2 separate regions of the Oncorhynchus kisutch genome follow, and region 1 is linked to region 2. Evidence: chromatin contacts called from public Hi-C data. All regions are on one chromosome and are shown on one strand. Each heading gives the region's core, a stretch centred on a gene start, on an enhancer-like site or on the middle of the called end of the contact. The rest is flanking DNA. Distances are from core to core; before and after follow the strand shown. Region 1 holds the start of parp12a (poly (ADP-ribose) polymerase family, member 12a). Region 2 holds the start of LOC109889539 (SLIT-ROBO Rho GTPase-activating protein 1).

Region 1 (5,919 bases), core at 2,778-5,277, 160 kb after region 2:
TATATATGAATTATGAAAACTTGTACAAGATTCAAGTTGTACATGTTGATTTCACATGGCTTTATTTTAACACATCAGCATCGTTCTAAACTAGGTCTGGAGGGAGACGAGGATACAACCACTATGTGAAATATGACCCATTTATGGAAATTCTGTGAAAATTGTTATATACTCTTAAAGACCTGTGTCGAACCTTCGTTGGCCTTCCGTTTTTAGAATCAAGGAGCCGGTTGAGAATGGTTTGCTGTACTATAGACTCCCCACAATGCATATGACCAATGGTATACACAACACACAAGAGCTTGCTTTACTGTACAACAACACACAATGCCTGGCTTTCTCTGTCCAAATGAATCATAGTTTTAGAGCATGGATGTTACTCTCTCTTTCTCTCCTTGTGCAAGACTCCAAAAACTTGTGGAAAGACTCACGGCAACTCTCCCAACGACAGAGTGCTGCCAGTAGCCATGGACTAACTGACTGTTACTGTAAAATACTACCTTGTTCATCATACTGCTTCTTGTGTTTCTTGTCAATGTCAGTGTGTGAGGAGCTTTCTATCCCAATAGCCCCCTCTGACCATGTAGGCTAATCCTTGTGTTGTGGATAGAGAGATGGGCTGGTCCATTACTCTGTGGGGGAGATGTGACTGATGTTTAGATTCTCCATCAGGAATTTGTCATTACATGTATGCGATAAACCCCCTCTTGAATGATTGATTTGGTCCTGGGGAATACATACTCGCATGTTCACTGAAGACCATGTCACATGATGTGGGTGTATGTGACAACTGACCACCGAGGGAACTGGCCTACTCATACTGGAACTGAATGCCCCCCTGTTTTCCAATTCTGTGACAGTGCCCTCTAGAAGTCTGTCTGTGTAGCTGAAGAAAGAAGACTGATAGGTGCATGTGTGAGGAAGCTTGCATCTGGTTAAAGAGCAAGGACAAACAAAAACAAATTCCCAATAAGCAATGTTTTCCTTGAAATACAAACTGCAACAGGTTTATTTTTGTCTATTGCAAAACATTTATGTATATTAAAAGTTAATATGATCTGAATTCTGGATTTTACAACCCTTTTTTCTGAGTTCTTTAATGTTTATTTGTTTACGATTTTAGTTTTGTTAGAATTGGATAGGATTTTTTGAACAAAGGATGTAGAAATTCAAAAATGTCTTAAGTTGCAGGTGTCCCACCCAAACCCGGATCGTATTCATTCGACACCAAATGGAAGAAGAATGACAAACGGAGGGAGTACCAAGAAGAAACACTCATTTAGTTTTCCGTTTTGCTACAGTGTCTCCTAATGAACATGAGCCTGTTGTATTCTGTGTTTTCTCTCTATGCCAATCATACACAGTAGTGTCCTGCCTGTTGACTAACTTTGTGTCCTTGTACATCTGTAGTATGTACACGTGAAAGTGCCTTTGAAAATGTTTTCGAGGAACTTGAACTATGTTCTGTACTGTTGCATTCTCATTTCAGACCCTGTGTTACGAGCAGTAGGAAGCGAGATGAATGAATTAATAATGATGATGCCATTTTAGAAAAAGTTATTAATTATTGAATAATAAAGATACTGCTTATACATTGTGACAATGCACTTTTATGTATAGAACTGTATATTTGGCATGAAATATCTTAACTTTTAGAGCTATTTGAGGGTTGTTCCTCAAGGGTTTTTCTTTCTAATAAAGGCAATCGTTCAGTCTGAATTGGTCTTTTGTCCTCTTGTGATTAAATGAGCACTGTGCATGTTGTCAGCAGCACTCTAAACCTCTGGTCATTGTGTTACAGGATATACTTCACTATTTACAACTCATTTTCAAGTTAATGTACATTATATCTTACTCTGAGGAAAATGGGTACAGTTGAAGTCCGAAGTTTACATACACTTAGGTTGGAGTCATTAACTCGTTTTTCAACCACTCCACACATTTCCTGTTAAAAAAAACTATAGTTTTGTCAAGTTGGTTAGGACATCTACTGTGTGCATGACACAAATACATTTTCCAACAATTGTTTACAGACAGATTATTTCACTTATAATTCACAGTATCACAATTCCAGTGGGTCGGAACAAGGCACAGTCAACTTAGTTATGTGAACAGCTTGGAAAATTCCAGATGACGTCATGGCTTTAGAAGGTTCTGATAGGCTAATTGACATAATTTGAGTCAATTGGAGGTTTACCTGTGGATGTATTTCAAGGCCGACCTTCAAACTCAGTGCCTCTTTGCTTGACATCATGGGAAAATTCAAAGAAATCAGCCAAGACCTCAGAAAAAGTCTGGTTCATCCTTGGGAGCAATTTCCAATTTCCATTTCCACCTGAAGGTACCACGTTCATCTGTACAAACAATAGTACACAAGTGTAGACACCATGGGACCACACAGCTGTCATACCGCTCAGGAAGGAGATGTGTTCTGTCTCCTAGAGATGAACATACTTTGGTGTGAAAGGTGCCAATCAATCCCAGAACAACCGCAAAGGACCCTGGGAAGATGCTGGAGGAAACCGGTACAAAACTATCTATTTTCACAGTAAAACGAGTACTTTTTGGAGAAATGTCCTCAGGTCTGATGAAACAAAAATAGATCTGTTTGGCCATAATGACCATTGTTATGTTTGGAGGAAAAAGGGGGAGGCTTGCAACCCGAAGAACACCATCCCAACCGTGAAGCACAGGGGTGGCAGATTCATGTTGTGGGGGTGCATTGCTGAAGGAGGGACAGGTGCACTTCACAAAATAGATGGCATCATGAGGATGGAAAACTATGTGGATGTATTGAAGCAACATCTCAAGACATTAGTCAGGAAGTTAAAGCTTGGTCGCAAATGTGTCTCCCGAATGAACAATGACCCCAAGCATACTTCCAAAGTTGTTGCAAAATGGCTTAAGGACAACAATGTCAAGGTATTGGAGTGGCCATCACAAAGCCCTGACCTCAAACCTATAGAACATTTGTGGGCAGAACTGAAAAAGTGTGTGTGAGCAAGGAGGCCTACAAACATGACTCAGTTACACCAGCTCTGTCAAGAGGAATGGGCCAAAATTCACCCAACTTATTGTGGGAAGCTTGTGGAAGGCTACCTGAACCGTTTGACCCAAGTTAAACAATTTAAAGGCAATGCTACCAAATACTAATTGAATGTATGTAAGCCTCTGACACACTGGGAATGTGATGAAAGAAATCAAATCTGAAATAAATCATTCTCTCTACTATTATTCTGACATTTCACATTCTTAAAATAAAGTGGTGATCCTAACTGACCTAAGACAGGGAATTTGTACTAGGATTACATTTCAGGAATTGTGAAACTGAGTTTAAATATATTTGGCTAAGGTGTATGTAAACTTCAGACTTCAACTGTATAAGACCTAAGCTGATGTGTTTGAAAGTCCATAAGAATAAACCGCACCATTCAATGCACACAAATTAAGGGGTTACATATAGTAAATGCAATTCAGTTCCTTATTCTCTAGCGGCTAGTCCATATTTAAGTCTGACGTAGATTTAGTGCTGCTGCTTATAGTGCCTTCAGAAAGTATTCATGCCCCTTGACTTACTCCACATTTTGCTGTGTTACAGCCTGAATTCAAAATGGATTAAATATTTTTTTCTCCACCCCCTACACACGATACCCCATATTGACAAAGTGAAAACATGTTTTACAAATGTTTAGTAATTTATTAGAAATGTCTCATTTACATAAGTATTCACACCCCTGAGTCAATACTTTGTAGAAGCAACTTGACAGGTAACAAAAGTTGCCTGCGGAGGTCTACTGTTCATTGCTATACTGTACTGCCATCGTGTGACCATTAGGTATTATTACATGAATTTATGTATTTCATGTTTTACATAACACAGTGGAATAAAAAGCTGAGGTTATGCTAAATCCTATGTTGGTCATATTAACAGAGGACCTGGTGGTGTGAATTTTCAACAACTACCAAATTGTCCATGTTGAAAGCAGAGGTTTAAAGTGTCGTCACTAGGAGCTGATCACTAGCTTCCACAGTCATAAACCCCGCCTATTTCTACTTTAAATGTTAAACCTAACCTTAACCTCACTGCTAACCAAAAAGACAGAATTATATTGTTTTCATTAATTTTTACAATATTATAGAACGTTTTGACGTTATGGCTGTGAAATCCTGTGGAACCAGGTTTAAAGGGCTTTGACTTTGAGTTTCGTTTCTCCGGAAGCGTGACTGACGCCCAATTGCAAATTGGGTGAGGTGAGGATCATATAATATAATTTCCCCGACCGAAACACGATGTCTTCTGTCGTGTCTCGATATGTAACACAAATTCTGTGTGGAAATCAAGGATGCTTGGACTTCAAGCAGCTTGACCGGATCGTTGGTCAAAAGTTCACTGTTTCAGATGACGTCCTACTTGGAATACTTTGTGACAGAGGAAAATATGCCATCAGTAAAGGCGAAGGAAAGGCCTCGCGTCTCGCTATGAGCCAGAACAGTGTTATTGTTGCAAAGACTTCACTGCGAGTCTGTCAAAGCCCTCCTGGCGATTGTCTTCATTGCGAGAACTTACACTTGTGCAGATACTTTGTATGCGGTAACTGCAGGTTCGGGTAGGTGTCATGTTCTGTGAGACTATATAAACATTATGTTTTTTATCTCATAGTGGAACTGCAGATGTTTTATATCATAGGTAAATACTGAGGTCAAATTAGTTTTATATTGGATATTCGGTTCTCTCATCAATAGCTATTGATAGCTATAAAAATGGTATATTCTGTATCCGGTGAATGGAGAACAATCCACTACTTTTATTTTTAATAACAAAAATTGAATTAAAATCTTGAATAGTTCTTAAAACAAAGCGTGCCGTGACTATGAAAATCATGTGTTCTGAATCAAGGGAGATGGAGGATTGAGTTTTCTCCCATCTTCCCATGATCCAGGATATATAATTTTAAAAGTCACGGCACGCTTTATTTAAGAGCTATTGAAGATTGAAATCCAGAAAAATAAAATCTACATTTCAACAACAAAAAAGGTGTGGATTTTTCTCCATCCCTTGATTCAGAATATCATTTTCATAGTCACGGCACGATTTGTTTACGTGCTATTGACAGAGAGAACTGAATATCCAATATAAAAACATTTTTACCTAAATGGTAAACCGAATTTAGTAATGTCTGTTGATAATTCGGGTGTAGAATCTGATATTGTTACAATTTGACCACAAACACACCTGTTGTAACTGGCCCTGTGACTAATTTATTTGATATCTCAAGCAATGAGTATCAGATATCATAAGCTTTGATTGGACTAGTTAGTGAATAGATATAACAACAACATTTTTGCTGAGGAGCCAACAGCATTTGTTGACCTGACTAATGCTTGAAAGTTAGTCATGTGAATCTTCTGTTGTCTTGGTTTAATTTGCTGATCTTTTGTCAATGTACTTACATTGTTCGCATTTCTCTTTAAACTCAAGGAACAAGTGCAAAAATGCCCACAGTCTAGATTCCCCACACAACACAGCTCTTATAAGGAGTGTGGATCACCATGAGCTGGGGGAGGCAGAGCTGTTTCCACTACTGCTGCAGAACGACCCCTACCTGATGCCTGAGGTGGGTGGCTCCCAAAATGACCTCTACCAATTAGTGGATCTAAAAAGATTGGATAGGTTACTGGGAAGGTTAGCAGTAAGGTAATACTGTAAGGTCACCTCCTTACTCTGTAATAGCTGGAATTTCTGCCATACTGTTTATTAAAGGTCAACTGGCCTTTAGAATCAACTTCTCTGGTTTTAAATGGCCTATATGGCATCGATATGAGTCAAACATGAATTATAGTGTCAAAATTGTGAGTTCATCGCGACTTACTAGAGGGTTGCCATGTGGACATTTTGTTGTCAAGTCTGCATGAGTGCAA
Region 2 (5,468 bases), core at 1,550-4,049:
ATACACATGAGTATCCTCAATGAAAGTTGGCAATCAAGGAAGGGAGGACACTTCCATTTGTCTACTAACGAATTGGCACTCCTCTACCACTTATCGTTTTCCAGGTCACGGAGGACGGAAAACGGTCTTTTGCCCAAACGAGAAAACCCCATAATGTACACAATTGTTACTCAGTTACAATGGGAATAGTTGAAAATATTAAAAGGTCTCTTTTCAAAAAGCATGTTGAACACCAAATATGCTCTATATTCTCATAGGGGCCTTATCAGGGATGTTGATCCTGTTAAAGAAAACAACTGATGTAAGTTGATGTCACTTTTTACATAAGATCATTTCATACATATATTTTCACTGATCTGTTGGTTCTAGTCTCATACAGTAGACGCACCTAATTTGAGGTTTATGTCACACACCACAGATTAGTGGATGGATGGGTGACTTGTAATATTGTATGGAATATATTTTATTTTTACAAAACCATTTTGAAGTGTAGAAACCGCCAAAGCTATTTCACCAATGGAAATATTGTTACACTGGTAGCAGGTGAGGCCTAATTTGTATAATAATTCCCTGGTGCCACTTTGATGCAATGAACAGCCGTGTTTATAATGTCAACACTGCCTTGGGGAGTATGTATATGTGGATCACACCCTGTACATACCTGGGGAACTTCTAGCAGGGATTTCCCCGATATTATCAGAATACATAATCGGCCATCTAGCAATTCTGGCAAATTCCAGATGGGCTGTACACACAAAACTGACACACAAAAATATTTGTATATATATACAAAAATAAATAAATGGTAGGTGACAAGGCCGGTGGCCCATTGGCCTGTTAAGGTGATATTTAAAATATATATTTTTTTACTCACAATTTCTCTGTTATACTAATCTATGATGAGCCTTTGGCTGGTCATTGAGCAATGACCGGTACCCCTACCAAGATTGTCAGGCCCGGTTTAATGATAGGCTGAGCTGAGGTCACGCGAACTCACATTCAAAGTGAAAACGCAGCATCGGCATAGACCTGTTCCGACTCTGTCATCAGTTAGAGAGCCAAGATCATGGATGGTTAAACATGGAAAGGGTGCCTGTAAACATAGAAAGAGCACATTCTACATTGTCCTCTCACTCTAAACGTTCTATTTTCAGGTGGCTAAAGCCATGACTCGGTCAAACAGTAGTGCATTATCCTCATGAGTCCTGTAATGAAAGTGTGTGCTGTGCCCCCCGTGTCTGTTTTGCTGGGGCCTGCTGCTGTAATGAGTGAGCCTCTCTCCTCTCCCCCATGCACTTGAGAGAGAAATGTGTCCTGGTCATATAACGTTTGAAAATGCAATTGCGGGAAAGACACTAGTGGAGGCTGCTGAAGGGAGGACGGCTCATAATAATGTCATTAACGCCGCAAATGGAATGGCATCAAATAGGTGGAAACCATGTGTTTGATACCATTCCACCCATTCTGCTCCAGCCATTACCACAAACCTGTCCTCCACAATTACGGTGCCACCGTAATTGTGTGTGGGGGGGGGGGACTTCTCCTGGATCCGCCCCTGCTTCCTATGTTTACCAAAAACCAAAGGAAGCATTCAAAGGAAATAACATCCTCACTACAATCAATTATGGGGAGGTTTGATAATGTTGTGGGGTTGCTTTGCTGCCTCTGGTACTGGGAGCCTTGCAGGGCCGGCTCTAGACTTTTGGGGGCCCGAAGCAAGGTTTAGTTGGGGGGGCACCCCTTCTCGTAGCAAAACATTTTATTGTCCTCCCTCTTAACAGTGGAGAGAATAAAAATTAAAAAAACATTTCCTGCAATTCTAAACATTTTGCCATGGGGCGGAGAGAAAACATTGCAGTTTTATAGCTTATTTCCTGCAATTCTACCCATATTGCGGGGTGAAGATAGCATTTTTAAAATTCAGTTTTAAAGCTAATTTTGTGCAATTCTACACATTTTGTAAGGACTTATGCTATGTCATGTTAATATGATATCTGAGTGGGAAAGACTAACAAAGTCATCGAGGGTCCCCCTGGAGGTCAGGGCCCCTGGGCACGTGCCCGGTTGGTATTCGGCCATGATTAAGACAAGTTTAGATAGCTGGCTAGACGAACCAGCAATCTAAACATTGTAGCTGACATGGCTAATTGAGTGACTGTCAGTGACTGACATAAAAAGAGAAGAACTGCTGATGCACAACCAAGTTCTAAAGCTAATCTCATGCTATTCTACACATTTTGCAAAGAGCTTGAGATAATCGAGTGTTTTTAAAGCAAATGTCCTGCTATTCTACATTTTTTCATTAGGCTAATAGAAAATGTAGAAGTTGTATACTTAACTAATCTCATGCTATTCTACACATTTTGCAATGAGGCTGAGAGAAATGTGCAATTTTAAAGCTAAGTTTAGATAGCTGGTTAGACTAACTACCAATCTGAACATTGTTAGCTGACATGGATAATTGAGTGACTGTCAGTGACTGACATAAGAGAAAAACTGCTGATGCTCAACCAAATTTAGAAATGGCAGTTTTTCTACAATTTTAACTCAATTTTAACTCAATTTTAAGTTGAGACCAGACAAGGTTCCTTTTTTGGGGAGGTGGGGGGGGGGGGGGTCCGACCAAATCATGGGCTGGTATAGGGTTGTTGGCGGATCGCAGTGATGTGGGCTGGTGTGGATAAAATGCCAGGCCCGAATTCTTGGCCAAGTCCGCCCCTGTAATCGGCCCTACTGGTTAGACAAAAAACATGTCAATCCATGTCTTGTTTCCGTTATGCCTCTTCGATCCCTCCCATTTCCACAGTGACTCTCCCGCAGCTGAGCTGCAGTCAGTCTTGTCTGTGAAAAACAACGAGGCAAATGTGAAGTGTGGGACCGGGGAAACTAGAGCACCAAAGGAAGTATACGATTAAAGTCTACATACTATATATTGGTTTTACTCAGCGTGCAGTAAAACCTCGCGCCTTCTCTACCTGCGTTGAAAATTGTAATGTTGTACTTTACTGCTTGTTTGATCTGATTATCAAAGGTTATGCTGTTGCACCGACTCGACATCTTCGCTCTGCCTGACGCGGCATAGCCAGCGGTTATCAGTGATTTCATTGATTGATATCAGGATTTCGTGTTGGCCTTGTCTTTTCCAGCAATAGTCTACTCGCGTAGGACAATGGACTGAACGTTTTCTTGAAAAGGAACTTTTTTTGTGTTGACTAATAGTTTAACTTCCGAACTACTCTGAATCGACCTGAAAATGTCTAATACAAAGTTCAAAAAGGATAAAGAAATCATTGCTGATTACGAGAGTCAAGTTAAAGGTACGTTTGTTTATAATGTTGTATGAACATAATTTATGTTCATTTTATTTTATCCCCAGGAGGCTAACTTCTATTCAATGACAAACCAAATCCGTGTGTCCAATGTCAACTCAGACCATAAGATGTATGGGTCAGTGGCATACTGCAGTTTCAAGGTCTGAGCAAGAATTGCAGTTCCATAACTAATCTCATACTATTGTACAGATTTTGCCATGAGGTTACGATAAAATGTTTATATTTTAGTTAATTTCCTCCAATTGCCATGGAACAGAGTTGTATAGCTATTCTACACATTTTTGCAATGAGGCTGAGAAATTATTTTAAAAAAAAGTGAATTTCCTGCTATTATACACATTTTGTGTGTTGCCATGGTTTATGTTCATATCAGTGGAGGCTGGTGGGATGAGCGATAGGAGGACGGGCTCATTGAAATGGTTGAAATGGAACGGTATCAAACATATGAAAAACACATGTTTGGCTCTATTCTATTCCAGCCATTACAATGAGCCCGTCCTCCTATAGCTCCTCCCACCAGCCTCCACTGATTAACACGCTATCTTGGGGGTGGGGGGGCTGCTGCTGTTCATGACGCTGTTCCTGCTACTGCCACCACACCCTTTAATCCATTTTAATTGTCTCTTGTGTTCATTAAATGGATCACAACATTTTCTTTGCAACTTTGGGTAGAAATCCAATAGCTCTGGCTTATTATGAAAATGAATTATGTGGTCAAGCCAGTCCTCCACGAAAGCAATTTCGTTTGTCCTTCTCAACCAAACTCTCCTTGAATAGTCCAACAAATGGCAGCTCTCTGAGATGGCTATTGGTATGGTGCAGTTCCCATATGAAGACCTTTCCTACAAGTCCCAAACTTTTGAATGAGAAATTAGCTAGTGACTAAAATGTGACAACCCTAATAAAATAATACAATTCTAAACCATTGCATAGCACTCAAATGGTTTTCAAAAAAAATATTTAAAAAGACATCTCTATATGTAGTGTGAACAGTGACATTTACCATTCAACCCATTACAAAACACTATACAGTGTTTGTTTGGGACTTTTACCATCGAAGACCATTAGAGACCATAACGTTGAAACCATTAGAATTGCTGTTGCCTAATGGTTCACTTGTTCAACAGGAATGTTCTAACTAATCCAGACCTTTTTTGAAGGCAATAAACCAAACACAGGGGCGCTGTTTTCTGGACACAAATTAAGCCTAAGAGCAGGACAAACAATGCCATGAAGTCCAAAAGTTATGGGTGGAGCTAGAAAGTTGTCATTCAGAAGTATTACAATGTAAACAAACTTTTAATCAGTCTGTCTGTATATTTCAAGACATGGCATATGAGGGTGCAGTGAGATACCCGGTGGGTTGGACGATATTTTTCTTGTCAATCATCTTGGGAAAAAAAACTATACATAACTGGAAATCAACAAATCCTCCATCCTTAACCTAATGGAAAGGTCAAATGCTTTATCTTAATGTTGAATGTGCGTGGGTGACTGAGATAATTAAAATGGTGTAGTTTGAGGCCATGTGGGGAAGAGTGATGCGAGCGCTGGAGATGGGTGTGAGCTGGTGTGTCTGGGCAGGTGTTATGTCATTGATGTTTGTGTGCATCTGTATGCTGTCCTTTGTATATATGTTTTTGTATTGTTTAAAAAATGTCATCTTACGAAAAAAGACTAACTGAATTGCTTTCCAAGAGGACTGGTTTGAATTGTGAGGATGACCACACCATTTATTTTCATCATGAGCAAAAGTTATTGGCTTTCTACCCAAAGCTGCAAAGAAGATGTGATCCATTTAATAAACACAAGAATCCAGCTAAATTTATTTAAGGGTGTGGTGGCAGTAGCAGGAACAGCGGCATCTATTGGGTAAAACTTTGTTCTTAATCACTAATTTATGGTAAATAATGCAAGTGACTTCAATGGCCATTTTATCTGAACAGGGAAAAACATCACCACATTCACATTCACGGGGCGGCAGGGTAGCCTAGTGGTTAGAGCGTTGGACTAGTAACCGGAAGGTTGCAAGTTCAAATCCCCGAGTTGACAAGGTACAAATCTGTCGTTCTGCCCCTGAACAGGCAGTTAACCCACTTTAATTTTCTCAGTCACCCACTAAGCCGTCATTGAAAA

What was found. A called contact is a pair of places that touch in the nucleus more often than the background predicts.
Region 1: a contact with region 2 is called in a Hi-C map of muscle, with 6 times the contacts expected there. The contact joins the promoter of parp12a here to the promoter of LOC109889539 in region 2. A contact is called at or near these places in 2 of 2 Hi-C or Micro-C datasets (liver and muscle).

The regions. Positions count from the first base shown.
Region 1 is chrLG4:41,684,719-41,690,637 of Okis_V2, forward strand. It overlaps parp12a (poly (ADP-ribose) polymerase family, member 12a), which reads left to right and starts at 4,028. Exons shown (of 12, transcript XM_020481033.2): 1 at 4,028-4,607; 2 at 5,480-5,615. The coding sequence starts at 4,291. It overlaps LOC109889539 (SLIT-ROBO Rho GTPase-activating protein 1), which reads left to right. Exons shown (of 22, transcript XM_031822956.1): 22 at 1-1,063.
Region 2 is chrLG4:41,524,185-41,529,652 of Okis_V2, forward strand. LOC109889539 (SLIT-ROBO Rho GTPase-activating protein 1) reads left to right here and starts at 2,800. Exons shown (of 22, transcript XM_031822956.1): 1 at 2,800-3,317. The coding sequence starts at 3,254.